2 separate regions of the Cyprinus carpio genome follow, and region 2 is linked to region 1. The links are chromatin contacts, called in public Hi-C maps. All regions are on one chromosome and are shown on one strand. The core of a region is the stretch at or near the end of the contact, and the rest is flanking DNA. Distances in the headings are between cores, read along the strand shown.

The links. A called contact is a pair of places that touch in the nucleus more often than the background predicts.
Region 2: a contact with region 1 is called in a Hi-C map of skeletal muscle, with 7 times the contacts expected there. The contact joins the promoter of LOC109097011 here to the enhancer-like site in region 1. A contact is called at or near these places in 2 of 8 Hi-C or Micro-C datasets (both in skeletal muscle).

What each region holds. Positions count from the first base shown.
Region 1 is chrA3:32,015,598-32,020,896 of ASM1834038v1, reverse strand. It overlaps LOC109097016 (tectonin beta-propeller repeat-containing protein 1-like), which reads right to left. Exons shown (of 25, transcript XM_042730408.1): 9 at 2,743-2,873; 10 at 1,656-2,128. Among protein-coding and RNA genes, the nearest start is that of LOC109097016, 11 kb to the right of the region's middle. Within about 2 kb of position 3,121, at least 1 of the 8 cell types and tissues checked has an H3K27ac peak or open chromatin away from gene starts, as enhancers often do. A contact at or near this core is called in skeletal muscle, where this site is marked.
Region 2 is chrA3:32,094,816-32,099,776 of ASM1834038v1, reverse strand. It overlaps LOC109097011 (aminoacyl tRNA synthase complex-interacting multifunctional protein 2-like), which reads right to left and starts at 3,640. Exons shown (of 4, transcript XM_019110710.2): 1 at 3,389-3,640; 2 at 2,757-2,963; 3 at 2,385-2,619; 4 at 936-1,635. The coding sequence starts at 3,511. The coding sequence ends at 1,247.

The sequences.
Region 1 (5,299 bases), core at 1,872-4,371:
TTAGTCCATTAGTTGTATTAACTACTTTTATGATAAACATTTCGACTTGAAGCCTTTATATATAATGCACCATAGAAGTATTTTAATGCATTAATTATGTCTTTTAAATTAGATTTATTTAGTTTTTTGGCCTAAACTGGTACTGCAATCACTATAAAAATACTGTAGAGCGTTGTATCCCCTCCCCCTACCCCCTGACTCGAGGTTGCCAGATGACGAACAGACGTACACAGTAAGTTATTATGTTTATGCTTCATGAGAGATATTTTGATAAGTAATTATGTATTTAAAAAATGTACTAATTGTCATTAGTTAAATATTATCGTAAAGATTTATGCTCGTATGTGACAGTATAATCGTAAAGATTTATGCTCGTATGTGACAGTATAATCGTAAAGATTTATGCTCGTACGTGACAGTATTATCGTAAAGATTTATGCTCGTATGTGACAGTATAATCGTAAAGATTTATGCTCGTACGTGACAGTATAATCGTAAAGATGTATGCTCGTACGTGACAGTATAATCGTAAAGATTTATGCTCGTACGTGACAGTATAATCGTAAAGATGTATGCTTGTATGTGACAGTATAATCGTAAAGATTTATGCTCGTACGTGACAGTATAATCGTAAAGATTTATGCTCGTACGTGACAGACAGAACGGTAACTGTTAGTCTAGGCTACTGTCTCAATTACGTTTCAAATTGCCATAATGAGCGTGCTAATGTTGTTTTCCTCAGCGTCTCAGCATAATGACAGAGAAACGGGCTCCTGTGATGCATTGCTAATGTTAGCATACGTCCATGTGAGCTAACGTTATGTTACTTTGCACAAACATAAATGACTTTGTTCGACTGTCATGAATATATGAAATTTTGATTGACATCAAGTACAAGTTAGCCAAGCATAGATGAATCTTACCTGTCCAGGAGAAAATTAGCAACGTTGGCGTCTGTGTTCAAATTCTTCTCTGTTTTCAGCCGTCTCCATCTTTCAAAAGCATCTCCAATACAAAATCTGGTTTTATTTCGGACTTTGTCACGACGAATTTCTGAATTATAACGAGGTATTTTTGATTTAGTAACATTAGACATTTTTATCCGACTGGAGTTAGGGCAGGTTACAGCAAAGCTGGCAACACGGATCCCGAAACACTACTGACTTCGTGATTGGTAGATAGGTGGAGGGAGGCGCGTCAGGCCAAAACACAAAATGACAACATCAACATCAGTTGAGGGCTGCAAGTCCACTTTTTAAATGACAATATCCTGGCCGGACTACTGTTGTCAGTGATATAAGTATTTGAAAAGAACATGATTTCTTCATGTCTAGTGACACATCAGAGCCATTTTATGATAAATTGAAATAGATTTCTTACATACAGCTCCTTTAATGCACCTTATAATGCATACTATGCTCTTATGAATAATTGTAACCACTTGTCTATTAATTGTTACAGTCCAAATATCATAATGCATTTTAACTTTGGTTACAATTATTTGTGAAATTATATATTGTATTAGAATGTACATTATGAATACTTTTTCTAATGCATTACACATAAGTGCTTCAAGTAAGTTCCTTCAGTGATAGAAAGAAAATGATTCAGGATTGGAATGACATGAGGGTGAGTAAATGATGAACTGTGTGCACCTGAGATGTTAAACCAGTCGAGATGTGAGCTGGAATCGATGTCAAATCCTCCACCGGTGACCCAGGCCCATGGCGGCAGCTCCTCCTGCGCTACTGTGTTCTGCAGCAGCTCAATGGGGTATGTGGCCACTGAGCTCCGGGCGCTGCTGGGAACCGAGACTTTCATCTCCTTCAGGTCAACATTGCTCCATGGTGTCTCGCTACCATCGGACGGGCTGCTCGGGATCAGGATAGAGGAATCGGACTCTTGGCTCGTCACCTGGTTTTCCTCAGGTACACTGGGGTGAGCCGCAGAGGGCAGGTCGTGTGTTGGAGTGGAGCGATCAGACACCAGCGCAGAGATAAAGCTGTCACTCGTGATCTTGGGGATATGCGGCTTTGGAATGTCTGTGTCATCACACCCCAGAATGGAACCCTGGGAAGGAGCAGTGACCTCACCAGCGAAGACACTGGCATCACTGTGAACACAGACACTGGGAAACACACACACAGAGCCTTTCACAAGACTGACAGGCAAGTCACCATCTGCTGGATGGACATGAAACTGCAACGTGAAATAGATGACATCTTAGGCACTAGCGTTGCCCAACAGCCCCATCAATAAGACTCAAGGGCCCCCTCATCGACAACAAAACGGAAATGTCCTTTTAACCCATATTATTCTGGATATCACTTAGCATTATTATTGCATATATTATTGCATGATTCACAGTGAGAAAAATAACTGAAGCAGTGTAAGAATCTATATATATATGTATATATGTGTGTGTGTGTATGTGTAGTTTTATAGTTTTGATCATATTGATAATTTAGAGGCCTTAGAAACTCAATGTATCAAATATGATGCAGTAGGCTTTTATTGGGTTAAAAAACAAGAGTGTAAAACTGAGACTGACAAGCTGTTTAATGTAAATTAACTGTTTAACTTTGACATCTCTAATATGTCTACTTTAAAATCTTCTTCTAAAATCTCCTTTAAATACTGTTTTATTGGTGTAACAAATCAAAATCTTTCCAAACCCTCTCTGAAACCTATTTAAGTATGCCTTGTCAGGAATCACTGCTCTGTACAGTGTTTTTCAGCTACCTGGAATGATTTGTGCTTTCACCGCCATCGAGCTGAGCTGACACAGCCACCCATGACCTGCCAGTGACCTCTGTGGCTGTCACGCCATGACGAAAATACACAGTCCGGTCATCACTGCCAACCCCCCATACCTGTGTCACAAACGAACACACATAAAATAAAAATACATTTTATATCGCACCAGCCAGTCTCTCAGTTTTTACCCACCTTCAAGCTGAGACATCAAAACATACGGGCCAAAATAGATAATGTAACTAAACGGGACAAACTTACCCTAGTTCAAGTATTTTCTCACACATCTTCTGAATATTAAAAAACAAAATATCACTAAAAAATAACCTTCTTGTGTTTCGCAGCCTTTATGTTACTAACTTCATCAATTTAATTCATTAAATTAGCACACTGTGGTATGATCCTGAGATTGTAAGAGATAATGTAGAGTCAGCCAGAATGCTGTGAGAGACATGAAACTGGCAGCAGTAACGTGGGAAATCAGGGTTTGAAGAACCAGCAGCAGAAGCTTAATTGGTGCCCTTGGTGAGATGAGAGGTAGTCATAGATAAAAAACACTTTTTGTTCTTCATTTCTACATAAAGTGTGTTAATCTAGTTAAGACTTTGGTTTAGCAAACTTGGGGATATTTAAAGTTGGGGTCAGAATTATTGCCCCCCTTGGTAAATATGATCAAATAAGCCTGTGAAAAGAGAGAGAAAAAAAAAAAACGACATTGTTTATCCTTTTAATCCTTCAAAAGATACGCAAAAATCTGTATGTATATCTTTTAACAACAATTGCCAGTGAACTCGACAGCCAGTGTTCATCATGCACTTTTGTTGTTTATGGAAAAAGTACAGCACTGACATTTTTAAAATAATGCAAATTATTTGCAATCCACACTTTTTCAAGTGTGAAAAGTTTCAAGTGTAAACAGTTTCAAGCGTGAACAGATTTTAAAATGCGCATGTGGGATTATTATTTTTATTTTTACTTGCAAGCAATATATATTGGAATGTAAACTACCATTCAAAAGTTTGGGGTCAGTGAGATTTAAAAAAAAAATTATTACTTATATTCAGCATCAAATGCATTGAATTCATAAAAAGTGACAGTAAAAACATTTATGTTACTGTTCTGAGAGGATTTGACTGGGTGTTTTGCTTTTGGTCATCATCAGTCATTACACAAAAATATATGATCACAGGATTCTTGATTGACCTGTTTTATCACAATCAAGCATTATAGACAGCCATACAATAATAAATCCCCCATATCGACTGCATCATAATGAAGCTGGCATCAGAAAATCAACATGTTATGAGATGATCTTCTTTTTATGTGCTGACATACAGTAGTTATCATAGAGAGGATATTGTTTCTGATTAAGCCAAATTGAGGAACAGGATCAAATATGAGTGTCGCAGCTAAGCTGTACACACAGATACACGGCCTGCGCGGTTAGTAAAGAAATGTGAAGTATGGAATGGTGGAGAGTGGCCAAACTCAAATTAGACACTCCCATATGGCTGTGTGCGGGAGAAAGAACTGGATGTGTATATATATGGCTGGGCTGAGATGGAGGAGGCAGTGGGCAACAGGAAGAGCCAGATGGTCTAAGGGTCCAGTTACAGAGAGAGAAGAGATGCAGAGACAAGGTTTGCATCGCTTGCAAACTCCACACTGAAGTAATCAACACCCGCGGACACCCGACTCCGCCAGACCATACATGCCTGTTCTGATGGGAGGGAGGGGCCTGTGTGAGCTTGTGAAGGTGATTGGACGATGTGTGTTTGTGCGTATAAACAAGGACAGTGAATACAGTCGGCCTGCCGTGCAGGGAGCACATATTGGTCTGAGGATCTAATGATGGTTAATCCTCAAAGATACATGTGAGAACAGAAGTGTTATTAGACCTGTCTGCCCACCACCCTACAGCAGATGGGTGTACCCCAAGGACAAGTACTGGGACACCTAGAGTTGTCCACACAGGGAAAAAATTATTATTTCACAAGATGAAATTATTCAGATTGGTACATCACTTGTTAGTGGAGTTTGCTAAGGCAAAGATCACTATATTTGCTCGTACTTATGGTAAATGATTTGAACAAACCACAAAATCTAGGTAATAAACTTAACTCATCCTGCATTTTTTGGGCTACAGACATAAATGATACCTCAAATCTTGCAGCTTGCTGGTGGTGCTACCTAGTGGAAAATAAAACACTTACTTTGAAGGACCTGAGACATATCTAGAGACCAGAATATCATATTTGGCAAATTTGGACATACTTGGGACAGTAAGCAAGCAACTTAGCAACCTTCTAGAACACCTTAGAAACCTCTAAGTAATAAACTAACAACTCCCTGTAAACCACCTACAAAAGCTTTACATTTTTCTTTTATTTTAGGTTTTGTAAATAAGAAGTTATTTATTCTGACAGGACGGTAGTAATGACAGGAATCAAAGTGGGACAGAGGTCCATGAGCCGGGATTTGAACTCGGGACACCTGTAGCGCAATGGCTGCAAGCTGCCCACAAGGCTATTGGCACTGACCGATT
Region 2 (4,961 bases), core at 2,391-4,890, 78 kb before region 1:
GACCTTTGAGTATTGTGATGCATCCCTAAAGGCGTTATAGGGAATTTTCTCATTATTATGAGAGAGAAAATTGATATTCAGCTTTATCGACACCAGGCTGATAACATTATCCTTGATTCTTTAAAAACTCTTTATCTTGGAAATGTGCACTTCAGTGGAAAACAAATATTATTCTTTTAAGGGGGAAAAGAGCAATATGATTGTACAACTAAAATATAATAACTGGCTTATCATCATCTGCTGTGAAGGTCAGTGTCATACTACTGTAGACAACATAATCTGGGTTCCAGGTTGTAGAGATGTCAATTTAGGATCCCAATCATTGCTTTAATGTTAATTTTTAAACCTTCCACCTTAAAAAAAAAAAAAAAAAAAGAGTGTTATTTGATCAGTGTAGAGTGTGAATTCTTTCCTGTGTGAGTGAGGAAAGATCTGAGAGCTGTGAAATTCAAATTATTTTGCCTAAAGTGAAATGAAATGAAATTTAACTTGTGGTTTGAGTTTTTTTTGAGGATGGTGCTGCCATCCACAGGTTAGATCATGTATAACGGCTTCTTTGATTGGGCTATTTTGATTTTGTTATGCGTTCCTGGGTAACAAAATTATTCATTCTTAGCACGGTTTTACTTTTTAAAAGAAAAAACTGTAATATATATATTTTTTAATGTATTTAAAAATTGGGGGGTGGGGAGTGCAATCCTCGTCTAACACTAAGAAACATAACAGCAATCATTCTATATTATACATGTATTAGATGGGGGGGGGGATCAGTCTGTAAATGTCTAACCCGAAATGAAAATGTTTATTAGGTTTTAAGAAAAAGACGCTACAAAGTATCACCTCTCACACGTCACGTACCAGTAGGTCCTAGGGTTCAAATTTCAAAGGCTTCATTAAACACCTGATAAGATTATGTCAAAGCAACACACAACATCTTCTAGTACAATGTTTTATTAGGCACAAGGCGGGAGGGAGTGTTTGCATCTATGTCCCTGGCCTGGGATCCGTTTCGGATCGCCTCCAGTTAAAACATCAACATGACATCACGTCTAAACATTTCACGTTACAGACCTGAGCTCAGTTCACACCAGATTCTGGGATGTAACAGTGTTTGTTTTGTAGAACAGGTTGCGTTTGGTTTTTGAAGTCATGATGCATTTCCCTTTTTTTATTATATAAATTTCTATGGTGTATCAGTTTCCTCTTTACAGCTAGAGTAGGACCTGCACTGATCTCCCAGCTCTCGTCACTGTAGGAATGGATACACGCAGTCGAAGTGGCCCAGGTTCTGGCAGGACTTGAGCCAGCGCTGTACGTTAACTGGTGCAGAGGTGGTCTGACCGGCCCGCAGGACGAAGCAGGCACACACGATGTCTGCAAGAGAGAACTCCTGACCCAGAAGCCACGGTGAACGTCCCAGAGCCGCGTTTAGTGACCTCAGCACGGCCGCCCGATCTTTACTGCCCCCCTCGGACAGCTGGAAAACTGCCTTGTCGATCCAGCAGTCCATCTGTGTGGCAGCGACCGGGTCCTGGGGTTCGGCACCCAGAAGACGGAAGAGAAAGCGGGCGACGTTGGCCTCCCCCTCGATCGGGCACATGCTCTGCGTGCTGAACTTCATCTGCAGCTCTGACACTGAAAGGAGACGGATGATACAATAATTAGCATGTATATCGAAATATCTGGAGCTAATGCAAATGTTAATACTGTATCTACTTTCTTTATAACAGTATATAACTACTAGTTCCAAAATAGTTTCAAGAGGAGTAATCCACCACAACCAACAGGTCTGGCTGGTATAAACACCCTCCATTCACAATCCAATCTAGTGTTGCTGAAAGCACCCGTACTTCTGTACCGCAATTTTAAAAATGTAACAACACCAGTCTTCCAGCAGTACAGAGTACAGACATTTGTGCATACGTTTTTTATTAACAATGTGTTTCTGCAGAGCAAAACTGAGCATTATAGCAAGTCATCAAATGTTTTTAGATTAAAGCCGGAATTATTTTGTGCAGCACAAGCTTATCGACGGAGTTCAATGAATCCTGTCATGAAAACAACAAAGTATAAACACAGGATAAGAGATTTACTGTGCACTGTTTTGATTATAATGGTTGAACGGAATTGATATTTCACGATGGTTTTGCTACACTATAATATGTGGGATGTCGCCTTAGAGATGTTCCAAAAAAATGGCAATTTTAAAAAGTTAAGCAGACCCCGCTGCACACCAAAAAACATTCTGAAGTGACGCCTCCACAAAAGCTTTTCAAAGTCTTACACGTTTAGCATGACATCCTCACACATCCTCTAGAGGAGTGTTAAGCAGATCAGTAACACTCCGGTCACACAAGAGAACCACTCTCTCTTTACCCTCTCACCATCTTTCCATATGAGAGTGAAGCCGAGCTGAAAGCGCTGGCGGGCGTAGCTGTCTATGTGGCGCGGGCCCAGGCAGGACAGCAGCGGAGGGGGCACAGCGCTCACTGAGGAGTGCACATGCACACTGGAGAGCACCTGGTAGCGCTGGCACAGCAGAGCATGAAGGACCAGCAGGGACAGAGGAGGACGGGCAGGGTTGGCGTTGATCACGATGTCTCTCAGTGCACCCAGGTCCTGGAGCACAACCAGAAACAACTAGGGTAACCGGACTGATTTGTTTACACTGGTTTAGTTATAAAAGTCCCTAAATACCTGAACAGGGGTTGGAACATCCTAATCTAAAATGTCTGGTGGCGCATGTAAGGGCTCACCTTGCCCAGCAGGGAGTCTAGATCTGCCGTTCCTTTGAACACAGACTCAGCCGGTCCGGGTGACGGTGTGCTGGCGTCCAGGTCTGCATCAGGAGTGGTCACCGTCTTTGCGAACCCGTCGACCGTTGCCTTCAGCTCATACAGTCTTCTCAGGACTTCATCCTGTCGCTCCTCCAGCGCCTTCAGAGAAGGATCCACTTCCCCGTTCTGAGACCAGATGAGAATACAGATGAGAAGAGACCGTTTACATGCAATTTGCATGGCTACCTTCCCAAACATAGACATGTACAGTACAAAACAGCATTTAGTTGCATTAAACTATGTGCAAGATGACCCTAATATAAACTATAAATAGATCAATTTACCATATTATCATCATCATCCTTTCTAGTATGATCCATCTCCTTCCTAATTATTTCAGGGAGTCTTTGTTGTAAACTGCAGTGTATTAAAGTGAAAGTGTAATTCCAGGAAATCTCACTGAAGGACCGATCTCTCATATTCCAGAGCACGAAGTACAGCAGCTGTCAATCATAGCTGACATGCACGTGCCCATTGCATATTTTACACATTTTTACGATTTCATGTTCTGAACTGATGTGCTGCCGTGTCATATCGGTAATGTTGATTACCTGAAGCGCGTGCTCTCCGCAGTTCATTCCGTGCGCGTGGACATTCGGTGACTTGTACATGCACGACGGCACATCGATCTTGATGTCAGCGGGACTGACGGGCTTTACCTTGTACATGGGCATAATGACGGGGGACAAACTCACTCCAGATATGCTTGTTTTGACGGGATTTGTCGATTTCTCGACAGTCCGTCTAGTAGCAGCCCGCTAACAGCAGCCGAGTAGTGAAGAAGAGGCCGTGTTACGTCATTTCCGGTGAGAATGAAAGAACTCGGGTCGCGCGCACAGTGACGCCAGAGGCTGCGATCTGTTTTGAGTTTTATGAGCATTTTTTCTAGGTTTGCTTAAAATGGATATATATCAGAAGCCTCTGGTGAAGACTTGTTTTAGCTAATTCAGCACTGGCTCAGTTGTATTTTACAATTTTGTAGATTTGTAGCAAAATATAACAAAGTAAAGGAATTATGTATATGATATTATGTATTTACTTTATGCACTGTATCCAATATTGCATTATATTATATTTATTATATTATATTATATCATATTTGGGAAATATAACTGTTTTGTATGTTTACTCTCTTGTATACATTTATACAAGATGGATTATGATATAGTATATATGGATTTTTCAGTATATTGGTTTTAACATTATATATATTCAGCATTCATGGTCACACTTTATATTACAGTGTTCTTGATACTGTGTAATATCTATGCCAATGAACTACGTCCAATATTTTAATATTTTGCGAAGCTGCTTGTAATTACACACTTGTACATATTTATATGGAAGATATATATTATATTATATTATATTATATTATATTATATTATATTATATTATATTATATTATGTATTTGGATTTATCACAATTTATTGGGGTTTAACTGAAGTCATTTCTGTGGTTATGAACTGTGTAATATTAAAATATTTTGTGAAGCTGGTTTTAATTACACACTTGTACATAATTATATGTAAGATATATTTATTTTATTTTATTTTATTATATTATGTATTTTATTATATTGATGAATATAGGCCTCGTTGCACCTTATACACAGTTGAAAAAAGGTTAATATTACTTATAGTGTACATTGGCATAAAATAATACATTTAATGATCTTTTACTTACTGTTATGTTATGTTATGTTGTGTTATGTTATGTTATATGTTATGTTATTTAGTGCTGTGCTGTCAAACAATTAATTGCGATTAATCGCATCCAAAATAGAAGTTTTTTTTTACATAATATATGTGTGTGTACTGTGTATATTTATTATGTATATATAAAGACACACACATGCAGCACATGTTTCGAAAATATTTACATGTATTTATGTGTATATATTTATATTCATATAAATTGTATGTAAATATATTAAATATATAAACATAATATATTTTTCTTAAATATATACACGATTGTGTGTTTTTTTTTTTTTTATTTATACATAGTAGTAAAATATTTTTTATTTTGTAAAAAAATACATGTGTGTGTATTTATATATACTTATAGTTGTGGTTGTTTATATTTTGTATTGAAAAATTACTGAATGACTCACCCTCATG